3 separate regions of the Mus musculus genome follow, and all the other regions are linked to region 2. The links are chromatin contacts, called in public HiChIP or PLAC-seq maps. All regions are on one chromosome and are shown on one strand. The core of a region is the stretch at or near the end of the contact, and the rest is flanking DNA. Distances in the headings are between cores, read along the strand shown.

Region 1 (5,057 bases), core at 1,673-4,172, 570 kb after region 2:
AGAGCTCGAACCCCACATCCCCTAACAGCAAGGATCTCCAGTTAAACGTGGGAGAGGACCTTCCAAATAGGTTTTCTAAGGTGGAGATTAGGAAAGCTCTTTACTGTCGTTTGACTAAGTGTGGGTTTCTTTTTCCTAGGTGGATTTGCGTTCCTGCCTTTTCTTTGGTTAGTCAACATTTTCTGGTTCTTCAGAGAGGCGTTCCTCGCCCCAGCCTACACAGAGCAGAGCCAAATCAAAGGCTGTGAGTTCTAGGGCACCAGCAAAAAAAAAAAAAAAAAAGACAGTGGGTGGTTGGGTGGTTTGGAAGGGATGATGGAGGCTCCAGAACTCTAGGAGATCTGTGTCAGAGATGAACGGGCTGTCCTGGGTGGGTCCAGCTCCCCCCAGAGCAGCTGGAGGCCAACTCTCTCACCCTTGTTCTTCACTCTAGATGTTTGGCGCTCAGCTGTGGGCTTCCTCTTCTGGGTGATCATTCTCGCCACCTGGATCACCATCTTCCAGATCTACCGGCCCCGCTGGGGCGCTCTTGGGGACTACCTCTCCTTCACCATTCCCCTGGGCACTCCCTAACAACTTCATAAGCTGCTGATCTGTTCTTTCTCCCAGGATGAAGGCTTCTCTGCTCTAGGCTTTCCCTCAGACCCTGAAGACATCTGTTTCTCATTTCCCATCTGCCCCAATAAAGGACCCTAACTTTAAATATTGAGTTCTTGGGATCTTTCGGAGCCAGAAGGATAAAATGATTGCTAACACTCAAAGGCACTTACTGAATGTGTTACATGTTAGGCTTTGTGCTTTTACCCAGTGTATGAATTTTTATTTATTAACTACTGTTCGTACCTTTCTGAAATAAGAACTTTCCTACTTCGGAAAGAAATGACGCTCCCACTTTGAGGGGCCCCTATCTTGCACTAGTAGTTGTGAATTTAAGATTTATTTACTTTATGTATATGAGGACACCAGTGCTCTCTTCAGAGACTCCAGAAGAGGGCATCTGGGTGTCAGCCACCATGTGGTGGCTGGGATTTGAACTCAGGACCCGTAGAAGAGCAGTCAGTGCTCTTACCCGCTGAGCCACCTCTCCAGCCGGGTAGTTGTGGATTTAAAAACACAACTTTCTGAACTGGAGCAGTAGTTTACTGGCAGTGCACTCTGTTAACATTCCTAGCCTGACAAACCAAGCAAGAAAATCACTTTCTTGTTCTAGGCTTTGGTAGTCTCTGCCAAGGAAGAATTCACATTTCTCCCTCTAAGGGAGGTGTCTTATCCAGGAGCTTCCTTAGGACAGCTTCCTTGACTTTCCTATTCTTTATTCTTGTTGTTGTTGTTTTGTTTGTTTTTTTTTTTTTTTTTTTGGTTTTTCGAGACAGGGTTTCTCTGTGTAGCCCTCGCCATCCTGGAACTCACTCTGTAGACCAGGCTGGCCTCGAACTCAGAAATCCACCTGCCTCTGCCTCCCGAGTGCTGGGATTAAAGGCGTGCGCCGCCACCACCCAGCCTATTCTTTATTCTTGATTTAGTTTTGTGTGTGTGTGTGTGTGTACTTTTATGTAGTGCCCATGGGAACCAGAAGAGGACATCAGCATCCTCTAGAACTGCAATTATACATGGTTGTTAGACACCATGTGAATCCCCTTAACTACTGCGCTCAACAAGTGAGCAAGCCCTTTCTCTGGCATCTTGATCTTCTCATTTAAAATTTCATGGCCAGTCAGTGGTGGTGCACGTCTTTTATCCCAGCACTTGGGAGGCAGAGGCAGGCAGATTTCTGAGTTCGAGGCCAGCCTGGTCTACAAAGTGAGTTCCAGGACAGCCAGGGCTACACAGAGAAACCCTGTCTCAAAAATAAATAAATAAATATTTCATGATTTTGGTGGCTTATGTCTGAAACCACAGCACTTGGGAAGCAGAGGCATGGTGGATTTCTGTGACTTCCAGGCCAGCTGGGGTTTGTAGTGATACCCTGTGTCAACATAATTTCAGCAAAGAGTCTAGTGAGATAACTCAATGGTAGGGACACTTGCTGCCAGTCATGACCTGCGTTTGATCCTCAAATCCTGTAAGTGATCTGACTGCTACAGGTGTGCCCCACCCCCCAATAAGTTAAGAAAAGCATATACCCAACAGGTTGTTGTGTTAATCACACACTGGGGAGGCTGAGGCAGGAGGCCTTCCGGGAGTTCAGAGACAGCTTGGGTCACATACATAATGAGCTTCAGGCTAGACTGAGCCAGAGTGAGGCAATAAATAAATAATGATAAAGTCTCAGTCCCCACTTTGATGTTCCCTATTGAGTATTTTTACATATTTGTGTGTTCCCATTACATTTCACTTAGAATTTTTGGCTTGTTTATTGACTATCGTCTATCCTCTACACGATAAGACACATTCTCAGCAAGGATTTTTGCCTGTTTTGCTCGTTAAAGCGTCCTCACTATGTGGATGAGTACCCAGCGCTTTTAGTATTTAAATGAAAGAGAGTTAGCTGAGAAATACACCTAGCGAGCTCTCTGTCAGAAAGGATCCAGTCCGTCTCCAGAATGATCTTCCTGTGAAGGATGTCAGTGACTATGATAGTTACTTAGGAGCTGGAAATAGGTTTAGTGGCAATACTAAAATATAACACTACAAATCCCGAAAAGCCTTGGGATGTCTGAGTCTTTGCTTCCCATAGTGCTCCTTGCGGCGCAGGCGCATTACCTCCGTCTTGAGCCTCGGAAGTTTGAATCACAACCCCCACCTCCGCCCCCCAGGTGCCTGGCTTGTCGTTGGTTTGTTTCCGGATACAGGGCCTCGGGAAGGTGGAGCCTAAGGCTGGGAGCCAATAGTACAGGCTGTCAATTGGCCAGCAAATGAAATTGACGTTTTCATCAACTAGTGGGAAAAAGCAGTTGCCAAAGGGTCCCGCCTACAGAAGGGGAAGAAGGGAAGTGGCCGCCAAGGCAGTCGCGGCTGGACAGTGCTCAGGCCCGAGGACCAGTGGTGCCCAGACTTACCTTTGACCTTTCCCTGCCCGCCTTCCGCCTAGCTTTTGAACCACACCTCCTCCAAGTTTTTCTGATCCAGCGCATTAGACCTGCACCCAAATCATGTTCCCGGTAAAGGTGAAAGTGGAGAAATCAGGTGAGGACTGGGGATCCAGGAGAGATATGTTAATAGTGAAAAAGCGGAGTACGCGACATCTCTCTGCAGCCCATATGACAGGATCCTCTAAAAAGGGTCCTTTTCTTTTTCTACCTCACTTTCCCCATTTCTGACAGTGGGCATGAGTCATCAATTGTGGAGTGTCCCTGAATCAATCCTCACTGGCTGTGCATTCCAATAACGCTAGGGTGTAGGGTGATAAATAGACAAGGTGGGAGGAGTGGCAGGGTGTAGGAAGGAAGCGGGCAGCAGAGCAGCTAGGGCGACTGCAGCCGTGAGGAAACGGAGGCAGAGAGATGGGAGGGGAGGAGGACAGATCTGTGGGTTCTGGGAAGGGACTTTCGACTTTTCCTTTGAGGGAAGTGGGTAGTCTAGGGAGGTTTTTGAAGAAGGAGTGAGTTGGTAAAGGTACACCCCAAAGTGCAAAAAAACAAACAAACAACAACAACAAAGCTTGAGTGGACATCCTCAGAGATGCAGTGAGTGGAGAGAGGGCTGTTCGTGTTGGCAGCTGCCTTTATTCCCAGGGCATGGAGAACAGAGACAAACGGATCTCTGAAGTCAAGGCCAGTTTGACCTACTTAGCAAACAACATGCCAACCCAAGGCTATATAGTGAAGAACTGGGGGTGGGAGGAGAGAAATATATATAGTGGAGGGAGCCTCACTACAACTATGCAGGTAGGACAAGGGTGGGTTTGGAAACGCCAGACTGAGTACAGACCCCATTTTCTGGAGTCAGGATTGAAGACTCCTTGAGGGTTCTGTGCTGGAGAAGATCAAAGCCACGTTGTGTTGTCTGTCTGTCTTTGTATTTTTTCTTTCTTTTGCTTATTGTTTGAGAGAGGATCTTTCATTGCTGAGGCTGACCTTGAAACTCTTGATCCTCCTACCTCAGCCTCCAGAGTGCTGGGATAGCAGACATATGCTATTATGCCCAGTAGGCTTGGCTTTCTTTTAGGAAGGTTCTTTTGTCTGCATTATAAAAGGAGGTGGATCAGAAAAGATGACAGAGGCTAGGCGCTGGGTGGGAGGAAAAGGCGAGGTAGGGAGGGGATATATTGACAGACTCCCACAAGCCAAGTGAGCTGAGACTGGGGCTGGGAAAGGAGTGCCCACAGCGAGTCAGGAGCCTGTGGGCCAGCTAGTCACGCCTCATGGGAGAATCCAGGGAGTGGAGTGGGTTTCGAGGAGACCTCAGTGGGAATACCCTAAGGGCTGTCCATGGAAGGTGTCCAGATCCTAGATTCCTGAGTAGGTGTTGGAGAGAAAGAGCAGTGGTAGCAGCTGTGCCCTTGGCCCCGCCTAAGGCTCTGTCACCCTGGTTCTGTCTTTAGTTGGTCTCTCCACTGAGTGGCACTAAAGCTGCTTTCCAAGTAACTGGACCAGACAGGACGTAGGATCGCCTCCCACGGCGAATGTGGGAGGCGCACACAGAGCTGATTCCTACCTTCTACCCTCAGAGATGGAGATGGCCAAAGCCCGGAACCAGCTGGATGCCGTTCTTCAGTGTCTGCTGGAGAAGAGTCACATGGACAGGTTGGAACCTGGTCCAGCCTGGGGAACCACAGGGTGGGAGCTGTTTGGACTGACTCTGATTGTTGGAGGGGGGATGTGGATGGGAGGCTGGAGGGGCTGCCTAGGGTGAAAAGTGCCCCATGGGATGTTTCATGGGAAGACTAATTAATAGCATCACACTCTGGGTCCTTGGTACCCTAAGCCAGTAGTGTTTTTTTTGTTCCCAGGGAACGCCTGGATGAAGAAGCTGGGAAAACCCCCTTGGATACGCACAACAAGTAAGGGACTTTGATGGGATTTAGACCTGAGAGTTTGGGTTAGGTAGCTTTTCTCTCTGCTGAGTCCTAACCATCTTGCATAGACAAAGATACCTGTTGTATAAGTGGCTAACAC
Region 2 (4,684 bases), core at 655-3,154:
ACCATCTTTCTAGCCCCTGATGTTCACATTTATACACAGGATGCCATCCCTCCCCAAACCAGGTGCCTCCCCGCCAACCATCTGTGGTACTAGTAGATCCCAACCACGCCCTCCTCCAAACCCTGGGCTGAGAGAGGTCTGTCTGGGTAGAAGGACCTTTGGAAGGGCACATGCCAAGTTGTGGAGTGGGAGGATTGGGTGGAAGCAGGAGCAAGCAAAGGGCAAACCCTGCCCTCCCGCCACCACAGCTGTGTGATTAGGCTGCCACCCGTGCTGCAGCTCGCTCCTCATACCTGCCAACGGGGCAGAAGGACAGCACCTTGGAGTAAGAAGAAATCAGTTCATCAGAGTAAAAGGCTGCTCTGCCTCTACCACAGCAGGGCTCCTCTTGTAGGGCTGTGAAGAGGTGCCCCTGTGTCCATTGCTAAGGTCTGTCCTCTCTGCACCTCCTCCTCCCAGCCCCCACCAGAGCCACAGGAGCTGGGAAAGGGTTATTTTCTGCACAAGGAATTTCGCGGCTTGGCTTAGGAGGTGCTGGCGCAAAAGCCCAGACCACAAAGGTGTCTGGTGTCCCTGGCTCCTGGCCGCTAGGTCCTGGACCTGCCCCACACTGGGGCTTCACTGGGGCTTTATTTCATGCTGAACTGGAAGCTAGGACAGGGCCAGCCAACCCCTGCCAAGAGTCTCTCTCCCACCTTGGTCCTGGTGGCCCTTTAACGATCCTAGCAGAAGTTAAGGTGCTAGGGACCTGTTTGGGACACAGGTCAGTGCCCTCACCCAGGGGGTGAGGTACACACAACAAACAGACAAATCATATAAAAGAATACGAACGTGGTGTGGTGGTACATACTGAAGCAGGAGACCACCAGTTAGAAGTCAGCATGGTCTACATAGTGAGATCCTGTCTCCAAAGTTAAACATATAGGACTCACTCCCCCCCCCCCAAGTTGCCCTCTGACCTTCATATGTATGCCTCGGAATTGGTGTATGGTCTCACACATACAGAGTAAGTAAAATATAATAAAAACCAAAACAAACCCCCATAATGTTAGGTACTGACAGCTGTTCTGACAAAGTAAATAAGAGCCAAGATGATGTAGTCAGTGTGGAGAAAGGCAGATTACTCAAAATGGGCACAGAAAATACTGTGAAGGTGACATTGGAGCCCTGGGCTTCAGCACAATCAGCCCTTCCATCACCTGGGGATAGTAGGCGGGGTCGGGGTGGGGGGTGTCCAGGCAGAATGGAAGTAGGGCAAAAGCCCTGAAGCAGTGATGAGCTGGTGTGCTGGGGGTGGAGGAACGGTGGACGATGGAGTGGGAGGAGAGCTGAGAAGATGACGTCAGAGTAGCAGCGGGGGATCGCGGGAATGGCCCCTTTGAAATCCCGCACCTCCGACCCCCAGAGCTGTGGGATGCCAAGGTACCCTTTTGGCTTGGATAAGGTCTACAGGTTTCTATGTATACCTAGCTTGACCCTTTCACTCCGCCATGCCCTCTTAGGTCCTGAGATCTCCAGTCCGAGGGATCTCAGGTGTCATAAGTAGGTCTCTGGGATGTCTCAGCCTTATCTCCCCAAGAACTGGATAAGGTTAACCTCTATAATTAGGAAGACGGAAATTGGTCCCTCAAACTGTCCTCCAAGTCCTCTTGGGTGTCTAGAGATGACCTTTCTCAGAAGAGGAAGAGGAAAGGGTTCCGACACCCCCAGAGAGTCTGGTGAAGCCGGAATGACCTAGACCATGCAACGGGTGTGCAGAAGCCACGAAGCCACCGGAGAGGCCGGTGCCCGGGCGCCTCCCGGGCCGCTGCGGCAAAGGCTGGGCGGCCGCGCCCTCCCCCCGCGGTGATTCATCCCGCCCCCTCCCGCTCCCTCCTCCCTCCTCCGTCTCCCTCCTCCCTCCCGGGCCGCCGCTGCAGTGCGCAGGAGCCCGCGGTCCGCACCCCAGCGCCGGGAGCCCGAGCGCGAGCAACGTCCGGAGCCAGGCAGGGGTCGCCGCAGCCTGGATGCGCCCTGTGGCGCGCGCGCACGCAGCATCCCGAGCCTCCCGCCGCGCGGCGGGGATGCCTGCTCTCCGAGCCCCGGGGCTGGGCCCCCGGCGGTAACCGGAGCGGGGGGGCGCGCCCCCCCAGCAGCAGCTGCCGCGCCCGCGCCCGGGCCAGTCGCCGCCGGGGCCCATCGCCTGTCGCCGCGCTCTGCGCACCCACCGCCTTGCGCGGCCATGGGGACGCTGCTGGCTCTCGTGGTGGGCGCGGCGCTGGGTGAGTGTTGCTGGGGGACACGCGCCGTCGGCGCTCGGGACGCCCCCCGCCCAAGTGGCCGGAGCCGCGCCAAGTCCCGGCCTGGGAAGTTGTGCGGGGTGCGAGGTCGTTGGGGTCGCGGGACCCTGGACGGCACAGAAGGATCGTGGAGATGCAAGGGTTTCTCGGGGGGGTGTGGAGGGACACTTGGTACAGAGGTGCCGCCGCGGGCGCCGGGCCGGGGGCGAGGAGACGCGGAGTCAGCTGCTTGCAGAGCCCCGCAGGCTGCAATGTGACACCCACAGCCGCGTGAGGGGTGGGGGAAGGCAGCGCCTGGGACTGGGGCCCGAAACGAACCGGGAGGCATGGATACCGAGTGAGGACTCCGGGCATGCCCTGGACGTGGAGGTAAACTGAGAGACAGACTGGGGCAGACAGGGACATTGGAGGGAGAGAGTTAGGAACCGGAGCCAGGAACAGAGAAACTTGAGAGCAGCAGAAAGATCTGGAGAGACCAGGAAGGGATGGAGATAGAGAGGCAGTCCCAGGAACAGAATGCCTGCCAGATGGAGTTTAAAACAACAACAGTAATAGTAATGGCGAGACATACAGTGGTGGGAAAACGACGGAATACAGCCCTGCTGGGATCTTCAGAGACCTTTAGGAGGAATAAACATGGGGGAGACTGGAGCAAACGGGAAGGTGAACCAGAAGCCTTGAAGACTAAGAGATCAGGAGGTTGGGGGTTGGGGAGACAAGGAAAAGACCCAGAGCTAAAGTTGGTGACATGACTTATACAGTTAGTGTGTGGTGGGACACAAGAGGTGGCAGGTAAGTGGGTGAAAGAGGGACCAGAGGCCTCTAACCCAGTGGTGAAGCAAAGAACTTTTAACTTGGGGTGAAGGTCTTGAAGCGAGGAAGTGAGTCTGCGGAAGAGGGGACAGGGCAAGATGGTGAAGATCGGGAGGGGATGGATTCCAACACAGAAGCTAGGGGAAGAAAGAAACAGAGCTAGAGTGAACCCCCTCACCCAACCTTCCTATCTCTCAACCCACGACTGGCTCTGCAGACCTCTTTCATGGTGGGAGTGACATTTAATGCTAGAGCCACCACTTAGAAGGCTGTTGGCTTTTTGAGGACCTGGGCACTTCAGTGGAGTTACTCACCACAGTGACATCCTCTTTCCCAGGGCCTCCAGTGTGTGTATTCTACTTAGCAACTACTGGGAATAAAGATGACAGATTCTTCCACCTAACAGGCTAGGGGAAAGGCAGGTGGAAAACTGAGGCTCTCAGGAGATGGGTGACTCGTCAAGGTCACACAGGGAGTGAGAAGCAGGGACAGGTTTGGCATCCACTGTTGGTAATAAGGGTGGAGAGGAAACAGATGGTTTCCGTGGGGCAGCAAGCCCGGTGTTGCCTCGGGTGGCAGGCGCCTCGATAACCGGAGTCCACTGTGTCCGCAGTATCCTCAGCCTGGGGGGGCTGCGTGGAGGTGGATTCCGATACCGAGGCTGTGTATGGGATGACCTTCAAAATCCTGTGCATCTCCTGTAAGCGTCGTAGTGAGACCACCGCCGAAACCTTCACGGAGTGGACCTTCCGCCAGAAGGGGACAGAGGAATTTGTCAAGGTGTGTGGGTGCCTAGGCTGGGCTAGCACACAGGTATGGGGTGGAGCCAGCAGCACTGGGTCTCAGGGTTGTTTGTTTGCTTGGGTATTGCTTTTAGTGCTGTTGAGAAAGGGTGTTGCTAAGTAGCTTGGTCTGGTTTCTAACTCTTGTCAATCCTCTTGCCTCGGCTTCTTGAGTGCTGGGATTACAGACATGCGATTGGCTTGTCTGAGTGCATTGCTAATGATGAGGATGTGATACGCTGGATGACCTGGATTTAGAGCACCACAGACTGCTGACCACCTTAGGCAAGGCACAGAGCACATGTCCCCAGTGAGGGGGCATGGTCGCTACTCCATAATTTTAGGTCACTACATTTATTTTTAGAGTATGTGTGTGTGTGTACATGCCATGGCGTGTGTATGGAGGTTAGAAGACAAGTTGAAGAAGTCCATTCTGTCATTTCACCACACGGGTCCTAAGGATCGAAGCCAGGCTGCCAGAGTGGTGGCAAGCACCTTCACTTGCTAAGCCATCTCGCTGGCTTCAACTCCCTAGGTCTGTGTGAGGGCTGAATGAGTTGATGCAGCTGGCATTATGGCTGGTAGGGGGGAAAATGTCAAAAAATGTCACTGGAATTACTTGGCACCAGCAAAAATGTCTTGGACAGCCATAGAGCAAAATCAAAGAGTAGAAGCTTTTTTTTTTTTTTGGTTTTGGTTTTGGTTTTGGTTTTTGGTTTTTTGAGACAGGGTTCTCTGTGTAGTCCTGGCTGTCCTGGAACTCACTTTGAGACCAGGCTGGCCTCGAACTCAGAAATCCACCTGCCTCTG
Region 3 (4,602 bases), core at 757-3,256, 800 kb after region 2:
ATTTTCCTATCTCTAAACCAATCACATTAGCTGGCTGATGGGACAGGTCTTGGGACATCAGTCCACATCTGGAAGCAGAGAGAAAGTATGTCACTTAGGAAAGCCCCACAAACTGAGAGCAAGACTAGTTCCCCAAAGGCAGATGGAGGGGTTCCAGGTCAGAAAGTCTTAGGGAGAGCAGGGACAGGGGGGACAGTATGTGTTTCAAGTTTTGTGACTCTCGAGGCCACAGGAAAATAAAACAAGCCTGTTAGATGAAGTTGTCTTAGAGGTAAAGAGCCACTTGATAGGAAATGAACGGAAGTTTAAAACCCAGAGGGAGCCTGAGAATCAAGAGGATTCAGTAAGAGGAGCAAGCTGAAAGAAGACATATCTGCACTGGTGTGGCCATCATACAGTTGACAGCACTGACCACTTCAGAATCTTTTTGCTGTTTTTGTTTTGAGGGAAGAGTATGGCTATGTATCCAGACTGGAATAACAGGTACAGCACCACAAGCTGGTTTTATTCAATGTCGGATCAAACCCAGGGTTTCATAAATGCTAAGCAAGCAAGCACTCTGGAATGGAAGATACATCTCTGGCCCTGTACAGCATAAATCATAGAAAACAAACAATTAAACATTAAAGTATGTAGAGTTGTTCCTGGCATAAAGTAAGAGTTCAGCAAACAACTTAGATGGAAAAATAATAAGACGGGGTTTGGGAGTTTGGGGGAGGGGTTGTTTTGTTTTGTGTTTCAAGACAGGGTTTTCCTGGCTGTCCTTGAACTCACTCTGTAGACCAGGCTAGCCTTGAACTCAGAGATGTCTGCCTCTGCCTCCCAGGTGTTGGGATTAAATGTCTGCACCACCAGGTAAAACAGATTATTATTAAGACATAGATAAGAAAGATGAGACAGATTCATTTAAGTTGTTTACTGAACATTGACTAAAACTCCAATCCCCTAAATTCCCTCCAGCTCACTAGCTTCCCTCCCCCAGATACTTACTCATTCCCACTATCCTGATATTCACACTGTTCTCTCTACACTCTCTCCTCCTTCTGTTTTCTCTGTTCACTATCTCCTGCTATTACGTTTTAAACCTGACAATAGTTCTGCTATACTGCCTCAACCTTCATTTTGTAGCTCATGACCTTAGTCTGACCTAATGTTCTTTGACTATAACATCATGTTGCTGTATGGAGCCTCGAGACCTATGGAAATTCCCTAGACTTCCTGCCTCTAGACCCAGCCAATCAGCTTAAAGGTCATACAGTACGGCTTTGTCTAGATAGCCAAATGCACCTGTTCGTGGGTTTTCCCATATAAAAACTGGCCCTGAAAACTGGCTAGGGTGTGCATCCCTGATTAATCAGTGTTGATATGTGTGTTCAGTAAACCGTTCCGATACCCTACTGACATTGGTGTCTCCCAGTGGTTTGTGTGGCTAATCCTTAACTTCAACAATATTCTCTCCCCTCTCGCAGACAGCCCTGGCTATGCAGTCTACTTCCTCTCTATTTTGGACTCTTCTAGATGCCTCTGGCTGTCCTCTCTCTCATATCTACAAACAAACAAAAAGTTTTCGCTTGGCCGTACCACGGAGCGGTCATGTCGTCAGTTTATGCACGTTCCAGCCCCCAAAATAGTAAAGATCTTTTTAAAAACTGCTCATCCCTTCCCAATATCCCTCTGCCTTCTGGTGAGCCCCGGGTTCGATCCCTTCGCTCTCAATCTTCCGAGGGCTCAGAACTATCTCCTCCTACACTCTTTCCAGAGTCTAACCGCTTAGGCCCTTCCCCATGCTTCCACTCAAGTTCAGAAATATCCAGGACTGTAAGGCACTCAAAAACTACTCTTTAGAGTGGCCCGGAGCACCAGAGACTCCGCCCACTTCCAGAGCCAGCCAAGATGTACTGCAGTACTGGCCAATCAGATGCGGCAGCGCCGGTGAGCAGGAGGCGGGACTTCTGGCAGACGTGCCAGTAGCCCTGCCCGTTAGCTTCTCAGCACTGTGTGTCGGGGCGGTCCTTCCGGCCAGTGTGGGGCCTCACCGCGACGCCGCGGTCATGAGCCGGCCCAGCCGGTTGCAGAGGCAAGTTCTGAGCCTGTACCGCGAGCTGCTGCGCGCCGGGCGCGGGACGCCGGGCGCCGAGGCGCGGGTGCGGGCCGAGTTCCGGCAGCACGCCAGCCTTCCGCGAACCGACGTGCTGCGTATCGAGTATCTGTATCGCCGGGGTCGGCGCCAGCTACAGCTGCTGCGTTCGGGCCACGCCACGGCCATGGGTACCTTCGTGCGCCCGCGGGGTCCGGCTGAAGAGCCCGGCGACGCGACAGCCCCGGGGACCAGGCTGGATGATGGTGGTGCCCCAAAGAATTCTTGTGAAGATACAGGGGCGCGGGAGACGCGATCCGATGGACGGTGACAGACAGACCTAGAGGAAGGTTCCTTCTGACAGTTTGGGGAGGATCGTGAACTCATCTAAATGGAAGCTGAGATGTCTTGAGAGATAACCGAATTTTCCCGATGCATAGTGAGAGATCAGACACTCCCTCACCAAGGAGGTTCCGGGCATTCTGTGGCACTGGCGGACTGCATAAGACATGCTGTGATACACCAACCCAAAGTCAAAGAGAGAGCACAGGCGCACTTTCTCCTCCCATCGGGGCCGTGGCACCTCTTGACAGACAGCTCTCTTGACTTCTTAAGAACACACCCACCTCCTCACTCCCCGCCCCTTGCTGTTTTTAACGTGGAGAAGACAGACTTTTTGCCGCGCTCGTTTAATAGAATACCCTGATGAACCGTGAGAAACTTGGCAGTCTGACTCGTTGTGAAGAACCGGGTTCATGAGGGAGATTACACTAGCTCATCTCAGCTGATGAGCCTGAGACTCTTGGAGAATCCCTAGTCCCTACTCCTGTTAGTCCTCAGGATTCTTGCATAAAGGAAATAAAAGTGAGGTGTGCTCACTTCCTTGTTGTCTTAACAATCTTGTTGATTCTTTTATTAGGGGTCTTTGCTTTTTCTTTTGAGACAGAGTCTTGTTATATAATATAGCCTAGGCTGGTCTCAGCATTCACCTCCTTCAGACTCAGCCTTCTAAACTCTGAGATTATAGGCATGTACGGCCATGCCAAGGTTGAAGAGGCAGGTGGGAGCAAAGGGGACCCAGCTAAGGCTTGGTGTGTGACAGAAAAAGATTCTGTGACACTTTTTACATAAGACTTTGACCTCACTTGCGTAACCCCATCACAGGAGGCTAGCTCTCTGCTCATCTCTCAGCTTCAGTTTTATTTAGCAAGGTGATCCTGGTTGCTTTAGTTTTTGTTCTTTTTAAGACATGGACTCACTTAACCCAGGCAGGCCTCAAACTGGTCATGTAAGGGATAATGGCCTGCAACTCCTCCCTTCTCCTCCAGATCACAGGCATGTTCTACCACAACATATGTTTGTTGTTTGTTCTGTTTGTGGCCTTGTGCTTGCCAAGCAAGTGCAATAACCACAAGGATTCACCTGCAGCCCCGAGGTGACCCTGTTAATCATGGTGCCATCTCAACTCCAGAGTTATGGAAGTAACTACAGAAGACCTACTGAACCTGTGCCCTTTACATACCCCAGCCTCCGTCTCTTCCTGGCTCCAGGGGCCTGAGCTACATAGAGTGACCTTGTCTCAAACAAAAAAAGAAGAAAGAAAAGGAGGGAAAAAGGGCCAGAGAGATGGTTCAGCGGATAAAGGAACTTGGTGACAAGTCTGACTAGCTGAGCTCAAATCCTAGGGACCGCACAGGAGAAGATGAGAACTAACAGCAATTTGTCTGATGTCCATCTGCCTGTGCACACACACATTGATAGAAAGATAAATGCATAGATAGATGTATTTAGGAAGACAGACCATAATGAGAGATTCCCTGACACACCCCTTAGCTCCAGGTTTGCACTAACTTATGTGGGCTCTTCTAGAAGCTACTGCCCCCCAGGCCTCTTCAGTCCCCATTTTTGCATTTCCAGTAGCCATTCCAGTTTACTTTGCAGACACACTCCCTTCCCAATGGTTAGCCTCCATGATTCCAGCAGACCTGACTATGGCTCCTCCTGAAGGTGGAACTCGTGGCCTAAGCCAGGGGAATCCTTGGGACTTAGGTCTGGAAGTTTAAAGGGAGAGCTATCTTATTGGCTGGTAAATTGATAACGACAGTCTGGCCACTAGGAAATGGACAAAGACAAAATGGATGGGGGCAGAAACGAATACATCATTTAGGATTTAGTTGTGCCAGGAGTCCTGAATTTCTCAGTTATCACACAAACTCCATTAAGTCAGGGAGGACTTGCCCTTAGTCACTCGCTCCTGTGTGGCTTTGTCACGGGGTGTGGCTATTCAGGAGATGTACATTCTATGTGCAGCTTGGGAACAGCTCAGGAAGGAGGGGCTGTGTTCAATGAACATCGGGCTAGCACAGGGCCTTGCTCTTGTGTCTGTCCGTTCCCACCTCTTCCCTCACACCTTAGATTTGAGGAGATCAGGTTGTCAACCCTGGGAATTTGGACTAGAGATTTGGATCAATGGTGGACCATTTGTCTGGCATGCTCCAGGTCCTGGGTTTCATTTCAAGCAACAC

The links. HiChIP or PLAC-seq counts read pairs in DNA pulled down with a chosen protein or histone mark.
Region 1: an H3K27ac HiChIP or PLAC-seq map of microglia shows a contact between it and region 2, with 4 times the contacts expected there. The contact joins the promoter of Lin37 here to the promoter of Scn1b in region 2. A contact is called at or near these places in 1 of 115 datasets of contacts at active chromatin or transcription factors (microglia) and 1 of 9 other capture datasets (adipose tissue).
Region 3: a FOXA1 HiChIP or PLAC-seq map of pancreatic cancer cells shows a contact between it and region 2. The contact joins the promoter of Sdhaf1 here to the promoter of Scn1b in region 2. A contact is called at or near these places in 2 of 115 datasets of contacts at active chromatin or transcription factors (microglia and pancreatic cancer cells) and 1 of 9 other capture datasets (liver).

Annotation. Positions count from the first base shown.
Region 1 is chr7:30,557,511-30,562,567 of GRCm38.p6, reverse strand. It overlaps Lin37 (lin-37 homolog (C. elegans)), which reads left to right and starts at 2,922. Exons shown (of 9, transcript NM_029377.2): 1 at 2,922-3,126; 2 at 4,610-4,685; 3 at 4,892-4,942. The coding sequence starts at 3,093. Psenen (presenilin enhancer gamma secretase subunit) reads left to right here. Exons shown (of 4, transcript NM_025498.3): 3 at 140-244; 4 at 434-703. The coding sequence ends at 573.
Region 2 is chr7:31,124,243-31,128,926 of GRCm38.p6, reverse strand. It overlaps Scn1b (sodium channel, voltage-gated, type I, beta), which reads left to right and starts at 1,904. Exons shown (of 6, transcript NM_011322.3): 1 at 1,904-2,261; 2 at 3,706-3,872. The coding sequence starts at 2,222.
Region 3 is chr7:30,319,779-30,324,380 of GRCm38.p6, reverse strand. Sdhaf1 (succinate dehydrogenase complex assembly factor 1) reads left to right here and starts at 2,006. Exons shown (of 1, transcript NM_001033140.3): 1 at 2,006-2,972. The coding sequence starts at 2,052. The coding sequence ends at 2,408.